Linked DNA regions of Mus musculus: all the other regions are linked to region 1. A link is a contact called in public HiChIP or PLAC-seq and promoter capture Hi-C data. All regions are on one chromosome and are shown on one strand. Each heading gives the region's core, a stretch centred on a gene start, on an enhancer-like site or on the middle of the called end of the contact. The rest is flanking DNA. Distances are from core to core; before and after follow the strand shown.

The links. Promoter capture Hi-C pulls out the DNA fragments that hold promoters and counts their contacts. HiChIP or PLAC-seq counts read pairs in DNA pulled down with a chosen protein or histone mark. Capture Hi-C pulls out chosen DNA fragments and counts their contacts.
Region 2: an H3K27ac HiChIP or PLAC-seq map of microglia shows a contact between it and region 1, with 5 times the contacts expected there. The contact joins the promoter of Zfp780b here to the promoter of Zfp30 in region 1. A contact is called at or near these places in 6 of 39 promoter capture datasets (the 3T3-L1 cell line, the C10 cell line, cranial neural crest and 3 more), 1 of 115 datasets of contacts at active chromatin or transcription factors (microglia) and 2 of 9 other capture datasets (adipose tissue and liver).
Region 3: a contact with region 1 is called in a promoter capture Hi-C map of liver, with 3 times the contacts expected there. The contact joins the promoter of Selenov here to the promoter of Zfp30 in region 1. A contact is called at or near these places in 3 of 39 promoter capture datasets (hippocampal neurons and liver) and 1 of 9 other capture datasets (pancreatic islet).
Region 4: a promoter capture Hi-C map of liver shows a contact between it and region 1, with 2.1 times the contacts expected there. The contact joins the promoter of Paf1 here to the promoter of Zfp30 in region 1. A contact is called at or near these places in 4 of 39 promoter capture datasets (cranial neural crest, hippocampal neurons and liver), 1 of 115 datasets of contacts at active chromatin or transcription factors (astrocytes) and 1 of 9 other capture datasets (liver).
Region 5: a promoter capture Hi-C map of cranial neural crest shows a contact between it and region 1. The contact joins the promoter of Dyrk1b here to the promoter of Zfp30 in region 1. A contact is called at or near these places in 2 of 39 promoter capture datasets (cranial neural crest and liver) and 1 of 484 Hi-C or Micro-C datasets (muscle stem cells).
Region 6: a promoter capture Hi-C map of adipose tissue shows a contact between it and region 1, with 4 times the contacts expected there. The contact joins the promoter of Psmc4 here to the promoter of Zfp30 in region 1. A contact is called at or near these places in 7 of 39 promoter capture datasets (the C10 cell line, cranial neural crest, erythroid cells and 4 more), 1 of 484 Hi-C or Micro-C datasets (B cells) and 2 of 9 other capture datasets (adipose tissue and liver).
Region 7: a promoter capture Hi-C map of hippocampal neurons shows a contact between it and region 1, with 4 times the contacts expected there. The contact joins the promoter of Zfp850 here to the promoter of Zfp30 in region 1. A contact is called at or near these places in 2 of 39 promoter capture datasets (hippocampal neurons and liver), 1 of 115 datasets of contacts at active chromatin or transcription factors (large pre-B cells) and 1 of 9 other capture datasets (liver).

Annotation. Positions count from the first base shown.
Region 1 is chr7:29,782,603-29,785,302 of GRCm38.p6, forward strand. Zfp30 (zinc finger protein 30) reads left to right here and starts at 1,366. Exons shown (of 5, transcript NM_001360208.1): 1 at 1,366-2,299.
Region 2 is chr7:27,977,847-27,980,602 of GRCm38.p6, forward strand. It overlaps Zfp780b (zinc finger protein 780B), which reads right to left and starts at 1,311. Exons shown (of 6, transcript NM_001081021.1): 1 at 1,244-1,311.
Region 3 is chr7:28,289,881-28,292,580 of GRCm38.p6, forward strand. Selenov (selenoprotein V) reads right to left here and starts at 1,306. Exons shown (of 6, transcript NM_175033.4): 1 at 443-1,306. The coding sequence starts at 1,197.
Region 4 is chr7:28,391,694-28,394,544 of GRCm38.p6, forward strand. Paf1 (Paf1, RNA polymerase II complex component) reads left to right here and starts at 1,303. Exons shown (of 14, transcript NM_019458.3): 1 at 1,303-1,561; 2 at 1,976-2,005. The coding sequence starts at 1,515. It overlaps Med29 (mediator complex subunit 29), which reads right to left and starts at 997. Exons shown (of 4, transcript NM_026042.3): 1 at 758-997. The coding sequence starts at 970.
Region 5 is chr7:28,178,819-28,181,631 of GRCm38.p6, forward strand. Dyrk1b (dual-specificity tyrosine-(Y)-phosphorylation regulated kinase 1b) reads left to right here and starts at 1,498. Exons shown (of 11, transcript NM_001271370.1): 1 at 1,498-1,608; 2 at 2,691-2,813. The coding sequence starts at 1,530. Fbl (fibrillarin) reads left to right here. Exons shown (of 9, transcript NM_007991.3): 8 at 80-225; 9 at 313-451. The coding sequence ends at 337.
Region 6 is chr7:28,048,730-28,051,488 of GRCm38.p6, forward strand. Psmc4 (proteasome (prosome, macropain) 26S subunit, ATPase, 4) reads right to left here and starts at 1,363. Exons shown (of 11, transcript NM_011874.2): 1 at 1,254-1,363; 2 at 375-473; 3 at 64-250. The coding sequence starts at 1,289.
Region 7 is chr7:28,012,619-28,015,449 of GRCm38.p6, forward strand. Zfp850 (zinc finger protein 850) reads right to left here and starts at 1,497. Exons shown (of 6, transcript NM_001254951.1): 1 at 1,398-1,497.

The sequences.
Region 1 (2,700 bases), core at 116-2,615:
CCAAATCTTGGGAAAAAAATAGGCATCAAAAAGAATTAAATTAACTATAACTCATTAAGAATCTATGCATATGTGCTGTTGAGACTAAATTAAACGGGCTAAAGGAAAGCTCTTTCTAACATAACTCTCTTAGGGTTTTATTGCCGTGAAGGGACACCATGACCAGGGCAACTTTTATAAAGGAAAACATTTAATAGGGGCTGGCTTGCAGAGGTTCAGTCCACCATCGTCCTGCGGGAAAGGTGGAGGCTTGCAGGCAGATGTGGTGTACCTTGGGCATATGTGACCTCAAAGCCCCGCCTCTACGGTGATGATACACTTCCTCCAATAAGGCCACACATAAAATCACTACTTGGCATGGGCAAGCATACAAATGCATGAATCTATGGGGCCATACCTATTCAAACCACCACAAGAACATAAGAATAACATGAAAACCCAATCGATTATTCTTTCAGAGAAGCCCATACTGCGATTTCAGGTGCCGTCATTCGGAGCCCCTCTCCTCATGCTAAAGCCTAAAACCCCAAGCCTAAAATAATAAAATAAAATAAAAAGCCGGGTGGTGGTAGCGCATGCCTTTAATCCCAGCACTTGGGAGGCAGAGGCAGGTGGATTTCTGAGTTTGAGGTCAGCCTGGTCTACAGAGTTCCAGGACAGCCAGGACTATACAGAGAAACCCTGTCTCGAAAAAACAAAAAAAAAAAACCAACAACAAAACAAAACAAACAAACAAACAAAAAACCCACAAAACAACAGCCACAACAAAAACTCAAGCCTGCTTTGTTAAAAGAAAACCACGTCCGAAGTGGTGGTGCACACCTTTAATTCCAGCACCACGGAAACAAAGGCAGGTGGATCTCAGAGTTCCAGGCTAGCCTGGTCTACACAGATTCCAGGCTAGCAAGGGCTGCATAGAGAGAGTTTGTCTCAAATAGAGATTTAAGAAGAAAGAAAAACTGGTTAAAAAAAAAAAGAAAAGAAAAAGAAAAAACTCAGGTAGAGGGCGGGGGTGTGGTGGTGTGTGCCGTTAATGTCCACATTCAGGAAGCTTACTGGAGAATCACTTCAATTTCAAAGTCAGCCTGGTGTCCACAGAGAAAACCAGGGTCATTTAGAGAGACCACAGCTTTAAAAACAAACAATAGATGCCCAAACTAGTATAAGTGGTTCAGCCAACGCTCCACGCTGGACCTCAAAGCATCTGGGGGTTAGTTTGTTCAACGCCAGAGCTACTGCTGTAGGCCTAAAGACTTGGCCATTTCTGCCCAATCCTGGATCCTGGAACCAAACTCCCTCTGTCCAGGCCTGCACAAGATGCTACCGAAGGCTCCCCGCCTCCCTGCGGCTCCCTTGTGCGCATGCGCATTGAAGCAGCGAGAAAGAGACACACACAGCCCCACCTCCAACCCCCTTCCCCTGACCAAGAGCTAGGGGCCTGGCTCGCAGCCTCCGCGGGGCTGGAAGCCCAGAACCTAGTCAAAGAAGCTAGTGGCAGTCGGACTCTCAGGCTTGAGATCTGATGTCCCAGAGCCTTCAGTACCACGGTCCCGTCCGTAGCACTTTGGTGCCGCCGCTGCAGCGCTGACCGCGCTGGCAACCCACCCTCCCGGGATACCCGTCAGCTGGGTGGTCCCCGGTCTCGTGCGGCCTACGCTCTTCTCCGGGGACCCGCTCTGAGGACCCCTGGGACTCAGGTGGCCCGTTCGTGGGTACAGCTGCCGTGCTGACGCGCTGCACCTAAACCCCGGCCTGGCTGTGGACAAGGACCGAGAGGGAAGGCGGGGGCCGCGACTTGCACGGTGGAGATACCCTGTGCAGAACCTTAGATTCCCGGCGGGCCTGGGGAGCAGAGAACCGGGGGACACCTCGGACCTAAGGCTGGGCAGCCCCGGACTGGTAACTGGTGAAGCAGAGTGGCCGAAGCAGCAAACTCGGGCACGGGTGACTGTGGGCTGCTGTAGTCTATCTCGCTTGCTGGGATCATACGGATGGGGTCAGCCTGGAGCCCTGAAGCTTGGAAGGGGATTCTGATCAATTTCAGAAAAGCGTAGGGGTGAGGCCAGAGGACGTGGTGGCATACACCTGACTTCTCGGGATTTGGGAGGTGGAGGCAGGGGGAGTAGGCGCTCAAGGTCATTCTCTACTGCCTAACGTTGGGTTGCAAGAGAGAAAAAGAAAAGAGAAGAAGAAGGAAAGAAGAGAAAAGAAAAGAAACAAGGCCTGGAGTGTCTGCCAGTCTTCAGAAGAGACCCTAGAAGCCAGCAGCTACTACTTCTGTTTAAAACAGAGATTATGTGTGAGTTTCTAGAACTTCTGTGTTCCTGTGAAATGCTTGAGTTTTTGTTTTTCGTTTTTGGTTTTTTGTTTGTTTGTTTTTGCTGTTGTTGTTGTTGTTGTTTTGAGTATGGATTTTTTTAATTTCCTTCCCTTTGAAAGACGTTTGTGAAAATGTTTTATTCAACTGTGAGTGGTGTCACTGCCACTCCACTAGGACCAAGTGTTCAAGGCCAGCCTGGGTTACATTGAGACCCTGTCTTTAAAAAAAAAAAAAAGCGAACTATTCATTGCTTTGGGTCTGAGAATTTCCCTGCATTTTCAGTGGGCAGAGACTTAATCAGGATTCCTCTTTGAGTGCGCAGCGCCTGCGGTTCTATGGTTATGTAGCACCCACGTGCTATACATTTAGATGTCCTGTTT
Region 2 (2,756 bases), core at 61-2,560, 1.8 Mb before region 1:
TCTGGCGACTGGCTCGACTGCACTTCCCAAATCCTTGCTGTTTCAAACTTCCAGGGCTACTTCTGCTCCAGCCGTCTGGTGTCCCCGGGAGGCATATCACTCTGTCAGGAACGGTTGGTCCAGCTCTTGGAGACCTCCTGTTCTCTAGTCTTTTCCTCCCCTGTGCTCTGCCTCTGTTCTCTCTCCTCCCCTGGTGGTGCCTACTTGAGACCCACAGCTCAGTTACTCAAACTCTACCTCTCTCTATTCCTCTCAGGAACTGGCTGTGGCTAGTTTTATTTAAACTCAGGTTTTAAGCTGGGGAGCAAAGTTCACATAGCATCACTTGGAGTATGTGAGGATCTGCTCATGGCGAAGGGTGGGGGGGGGGGGACACCAGATCTTGGGAGCCAGTATTTAGCATTAAATACAAGCAGCACCAGCACCCCTGAAGTCCCCCTGCTTTGAAAGGAAGGTCTATAAAGATCAAAGTCCATCTGCTATGTGATGCCATGGATAGGAATTGGTTTGAGTTTGAGATTCCTAAGGTTAACCTCTGGAGATTCTTATCTATAAAGTCTAGGGGAAAGGTCTGATTATTGAGAGATATCAAGGATCACTGAAACAATAGTGAGAATACTAATTGGGAGGAGAACGAACAATGTAAGAGCCACAAAGTTGGAGCTATCAGTTTGTCTGTTACTCCTTCATTTACTGACAATTCTATAGTCTAAACCTAAAGCCTCGTTTCTCACACGGAGAGAAAGCACAAACTTCGCCCTTGAGTCTTAGCTGAGTAGCAATAAAGATCTCATGCTTCTCTAGCCCTCCTTTGGAATAATGGCCGAAATGGGGAGCCTGTGGGGAGCCCAAGGAAGCCTGAGATCCCAAACTAGATCTGAGAGCATCCTCAATGAGCACTTTCCCTCCCTTCCCGCAACACTCGCATTGCTACAGCTCAGGGAAACCTAGGGATCTTATCCCCCTAGGGGCCCCTCGGAGGCACTTCCGGCCTCAGCTACTCATGTACCTCAAAGGAAGCTTCCCTTCAGACTCTGCACCTGATCTTTCCTTGCTTCAGCCCCTGTGCCTGCAAGAGAAAGCAGGAGCAGAAAGCTACAAGCATAGTGACACAGGAGATGCAGAGTGCTCAAGGTGCGTATACATACAGAGAAACAGACACACACATCACCGCCCCTACACACTCACACAAATATCAACATCCATCCCACACCCACACCCAGCATGCTGGCTCCGATCTTACTCTGTGAGGACGTAGGCCATAGAGCGATTTCTTCCACCTACGAGAAAAACCTGACTTTTCAAGGGAGCGATACACGACACCGGAATTCGATCCGTTACTTCCGGTGCGGTGGACCCTGGGAAATGTAGTCCTTGCGGCGGAACTCCGGGAAGCCCAGAGCTCAGAGGTTCAGGGCGATCCGAGCTTGCTACTGGGACCAGCCCACCTGGGAGCTGCGCCTGGTGGTGTCAGGGGTTTTTCCAAAAAGGCACAGCCTTTAAAAGCTCCCGTGTGGTGCTCAAAAGGTACTTCCGCTTCTGCGCGCCACTGATTTTTCTCTTCCCTGGAGCGGACTGACAAGCAGAACAGGAAGTAAGATCAGAATGGGATATAAGTGACTTGAGTCCCACTGAGTGGGATTCCACCTCGCTGTGACCTGGTAGGGACTATGGTAAATTTGGAAAGACTAAACTAAAGAATTGTTGGTGTTAAACGTGGATAGTTTACATCAGCGATTTCAGACAGCCAGGTGTTCTGGACCCTCCCTGAGTTCAGGGTCCCTGTTACCTAGATAGAAAACGGTGAGTGAGGAACACATCAGAAAGTTTCAACTGAGTCGTGTCCGTTAGACAGTAATTTACCTCACGTTGAAGGATGAAAACAAGGAGGATTTGAAAACAAGTCAGACTCAACCGAGTATCAACTACAGAAAATATGTTAAAGTTCAGTACTCTAGAAGATTACGAGTGACCGTAATGAAGACTCAGGTTGATTTGATAATCGAGACAGACTGGGGACACAACATTGCCAGTGTAAATAAAGAGGCCAAGTCATCAAGTATAATAAACATGGCTGCGCGTGGTAAGACATGCCTTTTATCCCAGCAAAGGGGAGGCACAGCTCACTGCATGTGTGTGAGACTGAAGCCAGCTACAAGTATAGAGTGAAACCCTCCCTAAAAACTAAAATAAACTAAAAGTACTAATAGCGCAGCTTCAGGCACGAAGCAGGGGGAAAGCCTGGTAAGTAATAAGGTAGTAATAAGAATGACAGCCAGAAAATGGCCTAGTTGGCCGTCATTGGGAAGAGAGACCCCTTGGTCTTGCAAAGTTTATATGCCCCAGTACAGGGGAACGCCAGGGCCAAGAAGTGGGAGTGAGTGGGTAGGGGAGCAGGGCAGGGGGGAGGGTATAGGGAACTTTCAGGATAGCATTTGAAATGTAAATAAAGAAAATATCTAATAAATAAGAAAAGAAGCAGGGGGTGGGGGTGGGGGGAGATCAAATTGTGAGGGCTGGAGGGATGGCTCAGTGGTTAACAGCACTGACTGCTCTTCTGAAGGTCCTGAGTTCAAATCCCAGCAACCACATTGTAGCTCACAACCATCCCTAATGAGATCTGACGCCCTCTTATGGTGTGTCTGAAGACATCTACAGTGTAGTTACATACAATAATAATAAATCTTTAAAAAAAAAAAAAAAAGAAAGAAAGAAAGAAAAGAAAAAAAAAGAATGACATCCAAATCCACCATCAC
Region 3 (2,700 bases), core at 56-2,555, 1.5 Mb before region 1:
GTGAATGCATGCATGAAGTTAAGAGACAGGAATCAAGCAGCTAAACGAATGATTCTGACTGCCAGGTGGGAAACGCCCATCAATGAATGAATAAAAGCGAATGACAGCAGTCATGTTACTCATACAAACGTTTGAAGGAAGAGAGGCGTGAATAAAGCCTTAAGTCAATAAACATGCAAATGAGTGAGGAAAGATCAAAGACAGAAATCACAGGGGTTCGTGGGAGTGAATGAAAGAAGCCAGGGTGGGAAACCGATCTCAAAGGGACAGACAAGTGGTGGTCAGAACTCTGTGGATCTGCCTCCCTACCTAGCGCGCCCACCTGGGCCTGCACACACACACACACACACACACACACACACACACACACACACACACGCCCAGAGCTCCAGCATCTGCCGGCTCGGCTCCCGTTCTTTCGCGGGTAGGGGGAGCCCCTCACCAGTACATCACACGGATCAAGATTCTGTTGGGCGTTGGGACGTCCTCGCTGGTGGATGGGATCTCCTTAGTGGAACCGAAGCTGGGTGCTGGGGAAATCGTGGAGAGCTTACCCAGACCAGGGGTTTCCTTCAGCGGGGAGGCCAAGAACTCTAGTGTAGGGTTGGGGCCCGGAATGGGGCCCAATGTACTGGAGGCCATGGCAGTAGAAGCCAAGGAGTCTATGGGAGAGGCGGTGTCCGGTATGGAGCCTTGTGTCTTGGAGGACGAGGGAGTGAGCACTGGAAGGGGCCCCTGGATGGCCTCCGCTAGGCTGTGGATCGAGGGTTTCTGATTTTGAGCGAGTGTGGGATCCTTCAAGAGAGCGCTAGCAGCCCTGGAAGAAAGGGGCTGTGCCGTGGGCGAGGCCAAGCTCGGGAAGAACCTGCCTGGAGAGATCTTAGGAAAGACCCGACCTAGATTCGGGGCCCGGACTGGTGCTGGAGTCCGCACCGGTGCTGCATGCCGGACTGGAGCTGGAGTTGGGGCTGGGGTTAGGGTTGGGGCAGGGACTGGGGCTGGAGTTGGGAACCGGATTGGAACAGGGTTAGGGACTTGGGCAGGAGCCCGGACCCGGATGGAAGTTCGGACTGGAGTCGAGTTGTGCGCTGGGTTCGGGGCCCTGACTGGGGTCGCGGTTCGGATGGGAGCGGGTGTCCGGGCCGGGGTGTTTGCCCGGACTGAGGAGGGAGCGGGGACCCGCGCCTTGTTATTCATGGGGACCAGGTGAGACCCGGGTACCCCAGGCTAAGCGTCCCGCCTCGCCCTGCTTCCTTGAGCGAGGAGAGCTTTCGCACCCGAGGATTCTAAAAACCGAAGCAACCACGAGCAGGCACTGTTACACCGGGTTCCAGTCAGGCGGAGATTCCAAGCTCTGCGCCAGGGAGGCGCTGCTGTCTTCAGATCTCACCGAATAGACACCGCCCCTGTCCCTATCCCCACCCAGCAGGAGCCAACTCTGCCTAGAGCTTCCCATTGCCACCCTGACACTCATGCGTTTAGCTGGTTGAGTTCATTAAGCGCCCTCCTAGCGCTGGGGATTCCGGGGACAATGCATCTCTGCCCTCCTTGCTTCCTGCCCATGATAGGAGGTCACACCCAGTATGAGAGTGACAGCCTAAAACCGTCAGTGCAGTGGAGAATACCAGCACCCATATAATTCAGAAAGGAGGCACCTCTCTGCAGGATACGAGGTCCGGAGAAAAATAGCGACAACCCACACAAATAATCCAATTTACTCCCGGGGAGTGGTCAAAGTGAGACTCTGTCTTCTTCATGCTGTATCCCCAGCTCCTAGAACAAGACCTGGATCAACCAATCCTGTGGAACCCGAGTTAGGGAGATAAAGTGGAAGCTGGCACCAGGAAAGGGGACAAGTTTGAGAAGTGGAGTATAGGCAAAAGGCAGAGGTGACAAGGATTGGAGCCAGGGACAGTGACCATGTAAGGCCGACTAGACTTCATTCTGAGGCTCACAGAAGGATGACTTAACAGGGGTTGTGGCTCAGTTAATAGAGTTTTCATAGCATTCACAAAGCCCTGGGTCCAAGTCCCCCGTGCCACACAAACCAGTTATGTTGACTCAGGATTGTAGCTCCAGCACTCAGGAGGCAAGTGGATCAAAAGTTTAAAATCACTCTCAAGTAAAAAAAAAAAAACAAAAACAAAACAAAAAAAAAAAAACAAAACCAACCAACACCCCCCCCCCCAAAAAAAAACCCTCAGGATGCACATAACCCTGTTGATGTCTCAAGAGATGTCAGCCTCTGCCTGTGGCTTTGGGGCAGTATTTCTAAGCCAGGGAATATCCTTCTGGAAGGGGGGTGGGGCATACATAGACCAGCCAATCCACAATAACGTGGATAGTGATGACAGCCTGGGGCCACATTGTGTCAGTTCTGCCCCAGGAGGGCTATTAACTTTATCTGCCTGACCAAGACCTCATGAAGACTCTAGGCCCCAGAATGCAATGTACATTTCGTGACCATTAACGTGCTGTGTTGCCAGACGTCAGTGCAGTGGGTGCTTCCACAGGAAGAACACACAGATGTTTGGACTAGGAATTGACCTGGACCCTGGCACATCCCCTTCTCTAGTTGGCTGGGTTTTAAACGTATTTTTTGTTTTGTTTTGCTTTCTGTTATCTTTGAGAAAGACACACAGCTATATAGCTTAGGCTAGCCTTAAACTTACAATCCTCCTGCCTCAGCCTTTTTTCCCC
Region 4 (2,851 bases), core at 53-2,552, 1.4 Mb before region 1:
TTGGAATTACCACTAATAGCTTCCTGGACATACCCTTTATCTAGTCATCATGGACTGAAATGACACTTAGGCCGTACTTCTGCACGGAACTTAACCAGAACGGTTTCTCTTTTTACTCTTCTCCTCCTGCCTCCCCCACTTCCATCTAGTTTTTTGGGACAGGGTTTCTCTGTGTAGCCAAGGCTGTCTTGGAACTCAAAAGATTTACCTTCCTTTGCCTCCAGAAGGCAGGAATTAAAGGCTTGCACTACCATACACAGTTAAAATTGTCATTCATGCTGGGCATGGTAGCGCACGCCTTTAATCTCAGCACTTGGGAGGCACAGGCAGGCGGATTTCTGAGTTCGAGGCCAGCCTGGTCTACAGAGTGAGTTCCAGGACAGCCAGGGCTATACAAAGAAACCCTGTCTCGAAAAACAAAAAAAAACAAACAAACAAAAATTGTCATTCATCCTCATCTCCTTTCTCTCCACAGGGTTTCACTATGTAGACCCTGGTCGGCCTGGAACTCTATAGACCAGACTGGCCTCGAGCTCAGATCCGTCCCCCTCTGCTGTCCCAGCACGGGGATTAAGAACGCGCCACCACTACAGCTGACCGGAGCTTCACTTTGGTTAGACACAAACACAACACAGCTAGTCTGTCTTCTCTTCCCGACCTACGATCTCTCCTTCAACAAACAGCCCCTCGGCGCTCGTCCCCGGAGCCCGCCCGCCCGCCAGCCAGCCCCTCTTGCTCCCCGCGCAGGGCCCATCACCTGGAGACTCTCCTTCAGTTGCGGGATGAGCATCTTGTAGCGCTGCACAGGATCGAAGTCCTGCTGCTGCTGCTGCAGGAGCCCGCTCTGGGCAGAACCCACCAACTGGGTCGGTTGTGGCTGTTGCTGGGGACCCGGACCCCCGGCAGAACCCGGGCCTGACACACCAGACGCAGAGGAAACCGCTGCAGCCTGTGGCTGGGGCGCAGCCATTTTCCTCCGCTAGAACGCCGGAAATGCGTCATAAATGCGTCTGCTCCGGTAGCTCCTCAGCTTTTTCAGTTGGCTGACCTCCTAGTTAGCCATGCCTTACCGACAGATTAGCCAATGGGAGAAGAGGATATGCATTTTTCTCCGCCCTCCCAAATCCGAGGCCATGAGTGGAATATCTTTTCGCCAATCATAAGAGGAGTTCCCCCACGGCTCCGCCCCTTCACCCACAGCTCGCCAATCACTGTGAAGGACTGACCAAACTCTATTTCCCTGAAGGCCTTGCGGCCAGGAGCGACCTGTCTAGTCTTCTGCGTCTTGGTAGCAGTCGGAGCGGGAGCTGCAAGTCTGTGTCCGACGCTGTCTGTGCTCTTACTTCAGTCACACCCGAGCCCTTCTCGTCGGCCCACTTCATCCCCTTTCCCCGCGGAGCCCGGCGTCTACGGGAGCCTGTCCTTGGATCCGGCGTCTCTCAAAGTCGGTACGCCACTCAGCGTCCGCCTGCGGCCAGCGAGGACGCCTACCGCGCCGCCGTCGCCTGGTCGCGATGGCGCCCACCATCCAGACCCAGGCCCAGAGGGAAGATGGCCACAGGTAGGTCTCCTGTCACCTGCCGCTTCATTTTGTTTTGTGAGCTGCAAGCTGGGGACTAGGCCGAGGGGGGCTGCTTGCGACATCACTGATTCCCTCAGGTCGGCCCCCGAGGTCGCGCAGCGCTCACCCCCGATGAAGGGGCGGTCCCCCCTGGGCTCTGCGGTCGCTTCCTGGTCCCCTGCTATTCAATTTCGGAATTGCACCTTGCGGGAGGGAGTCAGACCTCAGTCTCCTTCAGTGAAGCTTCTGGATTGCTCTCCTCAGGGGATTGAGCATCTGGCTTCATGCTTTATCACCATCATCACCATCACTCCTTCAGAAATTCGGGGGCCGGCCTTTCCACTCACATGGCCAACTCTTGACATCTCTCTCTCTCTCTCTCTCTCTCTCTCTCTCTCTTCTCCCCGAAACCAGGCCCAATTCCCACCGGACCTTGCCTGAGAGGTAAGCTCCCAGCTCCGTTTTCCAGGAGGGGTGGAACACGAACAGGGGAGGCGGTTAGGGGGCCTTTTTTGTGCTTTGGAGAATCTCATAAAGTGGCCCAGACTGGTCTTTGTGCCCCAGTCTCATGGGTGCCGGGATTGCAGCCTTATGTGCCCAGCAGCACAGGCCTAGGGTTGTGTGTGTGTGTGTGTGTGTGTGTGTGTGTGTGTGTTTAAATTGTACACACCTTAGCTCTGAGTGGCAGTCTAAAGACATTTCCTTAGGCTGGACAGCAGGCACTTTCACCTGCTGAGGTATCTTGTCAGCTTGAGGCAGGGTTTGTTTGTATGTAAGTACACTGTAGCAGTCTTCAGACACCCCAGAAGAGGGCATCAGATTTCATTGCAGATGGTTGTGAGCCACCATGTGGTTGCTGGGATTTGAACTCAGGACCTTAACTGCTGAGCCATCTCTCCAGCCCGTTTGTTTTTTAAAGATTTATTATATGTGAGTACACTGTAGCTGTTTTCAGACACCCCAGAAGAGGGGGTCACATCTTGTTATGGATGGTTGTGAGCAACGATGTGGTTGCTGGGATTTGAACTCAGGACCTTTGGAAGCCGCAATCAGTGCGCTTTTTTTTTTTTTAAAGATTTATTTATTATTATATATAAGTACACTGTAGCTGTCTTCAGACACAACAGAAAAGGGCGTCAGATCTCATTACGGGTGGTTGTGAGCCACCAGGTGGTTGTTGGGATTTGAACTCAGGACCTTCAGAAGAGCAGTCAGTGCTCTTAACCGCTGAGCCATCTCACCAGCTCTTCGAGCCTGTTTTTTAAAATTGTTACTACTACTCTTTCTTTT
Region 5 (2,813 bases), core at 248-2,747, 1.6 Mb before region 1:
TAAAACTTCTTTAATGAAGTTAGAAAATTGGGAAAGCCTGGGTCTCCAAATCTGTAACTTAGTCCTGACTCCTTTCTAGGCCAACTGCATTGACTCCACTGCGTCAGCAGAGGCTGTGTTTGCATCTGAAGTGAAGAAGATGCAGCAGGAGAACATGAAGCCGCAGGAGCAGCTGACGCTAGAGCCTTATGAGCGAGACCACGCCGTGGTTGTCGGTGTGTACAGGTGAGTGTCACAACAGACCTCTCCCTTACCTGTGGCCCTGAGAAGCCAAAAGTGGTTACAACTCGACCCCCTCTGATTTCCTCACAGGCCACCTCCCAAGGTGAAGAACTGAAACTCAGAGCTGTCTGGATTGAAGAGATGTGTGTTGTTACTGTTGCACGTGTGGCTTGTGATTTTTTGGGGGCGGGGGAGTTGTTTTGTTTTTCTATTAAAAGACTCATCTGTCTCCCCTGTCTGGTGCCTATTGCTAAGTGGCCTCGAGACGCATGCGCCCTTGATCAACTTTGTGTGCTTCGGGGGGTGGTGCCTGGAAAGTTTCATCCGGTCACATGGTGCATGCTCCATTGGTGGCTGCTCCGCACGTGCGCGGCTCAGCACCCTTAAGGCGCAGGCGCACTGTGCTCCGCTAGGTCACGTGAATGATGTGGGGGCGGAGCCGGGGCAGGGGGGCCGGTTTGTTGTGGTCGCCATTTTGCTGGTTGCATTACTGGGTAATCGGGGCCCTGGCTCGCCGCGTCCACCGGACACCCTCAGCCAGTGGGCAGGTCTGAGCTCGGGCTCCCCGAGCAGTTTGAATCCCCTTACCCACGCCCTCAGGTAAGGGTGCTGCGACGGGCGGGGCGGCACGCTTGGGTGGGGGGCAGGCCGGGAACCGCCCTGCCCGTCCCCGCGAGATTTAGCAAGGGAAAGGAGGGGGCTTTGGGCCGTTGCAGCGGAGTCCGGCTCTTCATAGCTGGATTCCTGGAAGAGGCTGAGCCCGAGGGAGCCGTCCTGAGAGGGAGTCGGGGAGGGGGCAGCCAGGCCCCACTCCCGCCCTTTGTTTGGGCTCGGCTGCGCTGGCCGCTTCGCTGTCGCCTAGCAACAGCTGCCCTGAGTGCTAATTGGTTAAGCTCTTGGCAGCAACAACCAATGGCGCGGTTGTTGCCATGGGAGGTGCGGCCTGCCGGGCTCTCTTGGGCCCCGCCCGCCGGGACTCCACTGGCCGGGGCGGGCCTGCCGGGTGGGGGGCGGGACGCCAGGGTCCCTGGGGGCGGGTGGCCACGCGGGGCGGGGCTGGGCCGTAGGGCGAGGGTTAACCCGCCCCTCCCCCGTCCACCTGCTGTCCCCTTCCCCCGCGTGCCCTGGTCTGACCCTCGTCCCCTCCTTTCCCCGCCCCTCCCCCTCGGTGGCAGTGGCGGCGGCTGCTGTTGTCACCCACCGGGCCGCCTGTCCCGCTTGCCCTCACCGCCGCGGGGCTGGCTAGGCTAGCCGGGCCGGGGACAGGCGGCCACCTCCTCATCGCCGCCGCCACCACCACCGCCGCCATGCTGGCCGCTCGCCCACCGCACTGGGGTCCCCATCGCGCTCCAGCCCCCCGTGGGCCCAGCGCCATCCCTGACCCGGGTAGGGGTGGGAGCTGTAAGAGCTGGTCCTAGTGTGGGAGGGCTCGGGAAGAGGTTGTTTATCTGTGAAGCCCCAATAAAGGGGACCTGGAGTGGCAAGACATAGCATAGAAGGGGATCTGACAAGGGGGAGGCTCCTAAGAAGGGGATTTTGTTCCGAAGGACACTTTTAGTGAGTGAAGTCTTGTGCGATATTTAGGGATTTGGCTGTCAGGCCCTTCTAGGAATAGGCTCAATTGTGGAATGACCCAGCGTAGAAATAGAGGAGCTAGCAAGGACCTCAGGGTAAAGAAGAAAAAGACCGTGACTCTTAGATGTTGAAAAATGACACCTCTCCCTTGTTTTCCTGAGGAGTAGGGGTCTTGGAGTAATGGGGGAATCCTAGTGGGATAAATATAGACTGCTTAAAAGAAGGATCTCTGGTTCCAGAGACCTCATATAGGGAGCAGGGAGCGGTCTTGGAGTATGGAGTCGGTCCCAGGGGAAAGTGCCGAGGTGGTTGAAACATCTATAGCTTGCATGTAAAGGAGTTCTCAGATAACCTTGGGTTTGCTGGGAGGTCCATAAGGACTGCTATGTTCTTTAGAATAGAAAGAAACTAGTGGGTAGACTGGGCTTGAAATTGGGCCCTTGGTGTTGAGGGAAGACGGTGTGAGGGCGGGGCCTTATCTGAGGGACTCAGGCTGGCCACCAGTAAAATTTTGAAGGACTGAGTTCTACTGCCCAGACTCTACACGGTTTCTGCCTTCTTTTGCTCTCCTAATTCCTGGCCTCTTTCTATCCCTCCTGCCCTGGCCTTGTACCCACCCTCTCCCACCCCTGTCTGGCTCTGATGGCTCCCTTTTACATCTCTGGATGTGATGCTTCATTCATTTTTTTTGGCTCCTCATTTGTTGAGAGACACGCTGTGCTAACCCACTTGCTACCCTTTCTGTTTGTACATGGCTACCTGGTGCTGGTGCTCTGCCCTGTCCCCTGTCTCCCCCTGGTCCTGCCCCTAACTCATACCCACCTCTTCTGACTGACCCTGACCTACATGCCTTCTTGTTCCATGTTGTCTTCCCACTTCCTACCTGCTCTCAGGTCTCAGCGGCGGTGGCAGCCGAGGTGCAGGATGCGAGAAGGCGCCCCCCGGCCGGGCTCCCGCTCCAGGCCTCACGCCCCTGCGGCCCTCTGAGCCCACCATGGCCGTCCCACCAGGCCATG
Region 6 (2,759 bases), core at 113-2,612, 1.7 Mb before region 1:
GATCGGTCAGTACTCTGGCCATTCTATCACCCTGCCTTGCTCCCAGCCTGCCTCACCACTCACCTGTGGTGGAGCCCACGATGGCTGTGTTCTGATCCACAGCTTCCAAGAACTGACCGATGACCAAGGGGATGCTCTGGATCCGCTTCACCTCCTCCTGGGCGTGGAGGAATTCCTTCTTCAGGTTCTTCTGCTCGTCCTTGATATACTCCTCCTGCACTTCCAGGAACTCCAGCTCCTGCTGCAGCTTCTGCACGCACAGGGAGGGCAAAGGGTTGGCTGCAGCCTTGCCGTACCACAGTGGGAGGTGGGGGGGGGGGCGTATGTGATGGGGGATGGGAGGTATGCAGGAGCCAGCTTAGGGTTGAACACACCTTGTAGCGGCTGTACAGGTCCTCCAGGTCTTCAGGTTCGGGTCCCAGAAAGGACAGGCCGGTCTGCGGCCGAGACACGGACAGTGCTGGAATCTCATCCTGTAGACGGTAAAGACAACTTGGTGTTGGAAGCAGAGAATCATCTCGTGAAATCAGCGAAAGCGTTCTTCCTATTTCGCCACCAAGTCACCTATGTCTCCAGTACCTGACATCATTCACTATCTCTCAATAGATACAGGAGCTGCTCAGTCCCCTATGTAGATTGCTAATAGTAGGCCCCTTAAACAAAACTCATCATGAAAGTTTTGCAGCAGCTCCATACCGAACCTTAGCATCCCAGTCCCCTCAAGAGGTTCTAAAAGTCCCATGGATTTTAAAGTCAGAGTCACATTCAGAGTCTCATTACCCAGTTCTTCCCCTCCCCCCCCCAAAAGCTTTCATGTCAGATTCCCAACTCACGTTAAAGCCAAAGGTCACTCAGCCAAACCACAACCAATACTTAACGCCTCACCGTTCACGTCCCAAGCACAGTGAGTCCACTGGTCCCTTGGCCACGAACATACCTAGGCCACGGGGCCCCCATACATCATCCTCCACCTGGTCCAGACCCCAAACCGAAAAGCTAGTAAGCACAGCTCTCCAGGCCTCGCAACCGTTCTGTCTGAAAAGTCTTTAAGTTCAACGCCACTTTCCTCCCGCTCTGCTTTTCTGAGCTTTGCCGCCCTCCTGACAACATGACTACCCCGCCAGGCCCCGGGACCACCCAAAGCTCGACACCGAGGCCTCTGAAACCACCCAGCCCAGAGCTGGGATCCTGAGAACCCCTCAGCACCCCACTCATGTCCAGCTCCCGCTAAGAAACCCAGATCCCCACTGCACCTGAATCTTTTCCACCAAAATGCCTATCTCCTCCATAGTGACCAAGCCGGCCTCAGTGCAGCCCGGCCAGTCACGGCTTCCGCTGACGCCAACGGAAGTCCTTCACATAGAGCATCTTGGGAAACGTAGTTTTTAAGGTACCGCTGCGGGTTGACCTGACGGGCCGGATAACAGGAAGGGCGGGAAACTCTTAGCCCTGGGCTCCGCCCCCAAGATGGGTTCCTGCGCTCTGCGCTCCAGGCGCGCGCGCGCGGACCCGCAAGGATGTTGCGCGTGCGCAGTAACTCTTGTTCTGGCGCCATCCTGCTTCGCGGCCCGTCGCGCGTTGTGAAGGTTTCTCCAGTAGATGGCGCGGCCGAGTTGCTCTTGAAGAAAAGTCTCCAGAGGATTGATTGATTGATTTTAATATTATCCACTTTTTTACTTTCTTGTCTTTACAAAGCCAGCCCCGAACTGAGAATATGAAGATTAATCAAGTCCTGTCCTAACTTGTTAAAAACTCCAGAGCTTTGTTAGAAGGAATTCGCAGACATAACTAAGTATAAGAAACGAGAGGCACTAAAGAAGCCTTTAGTTCCACAGAAGAATCTCTTGACCTTCTCTGGCCGCCACCTGAAGAGAGAAGCAGAGGTCACAGAACGGCGAGGAGCCAATCAGATCGTACCAAAGCTGGAGAAACCGAGGCAGCTGCGAATGCAGATCTTTGCGGAGTCCTGTCGAATCTTTTCTTCTCTGTCCTCTTCACATTATTTTTAGGGGCTGTCAAGATGGCCCAGTGCTGAAGAACACTTGTGGCTCTTCTACAGGACCCGAGTTCGGTTCCCAGCACCCAGGTGGGGCAGCTCACTAGCATCTGTAGGCAACTCCTTCGGTTTCTGCAGGCACCTGCACTCAAGCACACGTCCCCGCTAGCAGAAACACACTTACACATAATTAAACGTTTTGAAAGGATTTTATATTTAGTTACGTGTACATGTGTATATCGGAGTGCGAATTTGTGCACCTGGATTCAGTACATGCAGAAGCCAGAAAAGGGCATAGGAATCTGTGGCACTGGAGTTACAGACTGTGTGCGCCATCTTTTCAGCCTCCTGTTGAGTTTTGATTGTTGTTATGGCTCAGGAACTTTGATATGCTAAGCAAGCCCAGCTAAAATCCTTAGTATGTATTATATTCTCTTCTACAAAGAAGGAAGCTGGTGCCAAGCACTGAAGTCACTTGAGCAACTGGTAAAGCAGGGTTAGAACCTAGATCTGTATTCCTTGTACCAGGGATATACACTACCACACTTCATAACAGCTATAGTTTTTGTTAAGTAAACTTTTTATTGGGGCACAGATAGGTAGCAGGCACAAATCATTATTTTCTAGCTACATAATGCTGCACAAATTGAACGTCCTATCTGTTCTGTATGGTATGGAGAATCTACAGTAGCTCTCACACTGGCTAGCAGGTGGGTTCCTTCCCTCCATCAGTTGAAGAATTAAAAGACAGAAAAACAGTGAC
Region 7 (2,831 bases), core at 247-2,746, 1.8 Mb before region 1:
ACTTCAAAATATTATGCTATGCACAATATGAACATTTTTATCTGAAAAGTTTTAAAAAAATATGTTCTGCATTAGCACATTCATTTTCCTGTCCTTGTTTTTAAAACAGCATCTCACTGTGTGGCCCAGCTAGCCTAGACCTTGCTATGTGGACCAAGCTGACCCTGAACTCACAGTGATCCTCCTGCTTCTGCCTCTGAGATTAAATGTATACCACGAAGCCTAGCTTTTCTTTTTAAGTCACTTTCTTAAACATCCACCAGCAATCGCATTGTTTCTCACACTCCCTTGTCCTGCTGAACACTGAGTGGAATGAACCCAAGATGGCCTCACAGAGAACAACTAAAGCACACCAGGCCCTTAGGATATGGCGGCACTGCACTAACAGGCTTCACCACAGGCATCCTACGGTTCCTGACAGGCCTGGAGAGCCTGAGGGGACAGAACCAAGATTCCAACCCGATACCACAGATCCACACTCCACGATCAATCATGGCATTGCTCATCTGGATCTGGCCAACGTTACCCATTACACACACACACACACACACACACACACACACACACACACACTCAGAAAATCACTAGCTTTCAAAGATGCCAAATTCAGTGCTATCACTTTCCCACTGCCATAATCCTCACAGTGAACACATCATCTATCCCCGACATTCCTGGCCTGCTTTGAAAACAAGGCCTGTAAGGATCAAAGGATCGCATCTGATATGCGATGCCATCCAAATAGAAATCGATTTATAAAATCAGAGTTTGAGAGACCTAACGATAACCTCTGGAGGTTTCTACCTAGAACATCTTAGGAAAAGGGTGATTGTAGAGAAGAAAAGGCGGGGTTCATTGAAATGATAAGGTGAAGTGGAAAGGGAAGGGACAACGTTATGGGCCCCAGAGGTGAAGGTATCAATTTTCACGTTCCTCCTTCATTTACTGATAATTCCACGAGATCTCAGACTATATCCGAGAGCATCCTCACCGAGCATTTTCCTTCACGTCCCTCAACACTCTCATGGCTACAGCTCTGAGAAACTTCGGGTATTCAACCCAGAGCAGCCCTCCTAAGCGACCCTCGGAGGCACTTCCGGCCTTAAAAGCACCTCCCAAGCTCGTGTGTACCTCAGGGAAAGCTTCCCTTCAGACTCCGCACCTGACTTCTCCTTAGTGATGCTTAGCCCTCTGCTCCAACCCCTGTGGCCTTGAAAGAAAATGATAAGCACAGTGACACAGATGAGCAGAGAGCTCAAGGTGTGTATACACAGAGAGACGCGCGCGAGCGCGCGCCCACCCACCCACACAAACACACGCTCACACACGCTCACACACGCCCGTACGCGTCAACATCTCCATTCACCCTACACCAGCGCCCACACCGATACCCAGCCCACCTTACTCTGTGGAGACCGAAGCCAACCAGCAATTTCTTTGGACCAGAAAGATCAGACCTTCCGTGTTGGTGGCACCGGGATGCCAAAGACCCTTGGCGGCGTCCGGAGCTATGTGGAGCCTTCAAGAAGCCCGGCGTTTCCGAAAGGTCCCAGCATGCAACTTAGCCCGGCCCATCCGGGAACTGGGCCCAGTGGCTTGTGGGAGTTCCCACGGTGGGGGGGCAGGGGGCTCCCCATGCTTCGAGGGGAGGCTGCCTCCTGGGATCAAAACGGAGTTTGGTGTTCTGTGTCTACCTGATTTTCCCTCCTGTGGCGTGGACGGACGAGCGGAAATTTTAAAATTTAGAATAGGAAGTAGATCAGATCGGGACGGACGCTTTGCCTGAGTCCCACTCAGTGGGATTCCACTACGCTGTGCTCTGCTAGGGACTATGGTAAATTTGAAAAGACCGAACTAAAGAATTGGTTGGTTTCTAAAGTTGGGTAGTTTATATTAACGATTTCAAAGAGCCAGATATTCTGGACCCTTCCAGGGTTCGGTGTCCCTGTTGACTAGATAGAAAAAATTGAGTGACGACTACATCTGTATGTATCACCAGAACTGTGTTCAATAGGCAGTCATTTACCTCCTGTTGGAGGATGAATGACTAGCACGCGTTAAGTGTCCTAAAAAACAAAAAACTAAAAAACAAACAAAACACAAACCCAAAACATAGGCCTCTTTTTTATAGGATAGACACATTTATTGTAACTTGACACTATGGAACTTTCGAAACCACTTTTGTTTTTTCTCATGTTATACAAAGAACTTTTTCCAAACATGATAGAAAGAAATTGTGAAAAGGCTAAACAATCCTAGTAATAAAACTAATTGCATTAAATGTACTGTAAATTATGTAAATGCTAAAGTATAGGTGCCACATTAATTTGCAGATAAGTGTTAACTACAGAAAATGTGTTAAATATTCTAGCCGATTCAAAGTGACCATCCTCACAATAGTATTAAAAAAAAAAAAGACTTAAGTCAACTTTAAAATGGAGGCAGTTCTGGGGGCAAAGAGCATCGCCAGTACTAACAGCAATAACAGAGACAGCAAGTCATCAAGTGAAAATATCCTTGGCTGGGCGTGGTAGCACATGCATGTGACCCCAGCAATGAGGAGACACAGCCAGTGAATGTCTATGAGATGAGGCCACCAAGGACTATTTAGTGAAGACCTGTCTAAAAAACTAAAATAAACAGTATGCGTGTAATACCACACCTTCAAAACATGAGGGGAAACGTCCAATAGAGAAATAAGGAGAAACAGCCAAATCCAGCATTGCATACAAAAGTTTTCAGTCTCAATAACTGATAGAAGGAATCCAGAAAAGCAACAGGGCATAGATGATTTAGACAGCATCATCAGCTATGAATGCAGACAGAATAAAAAT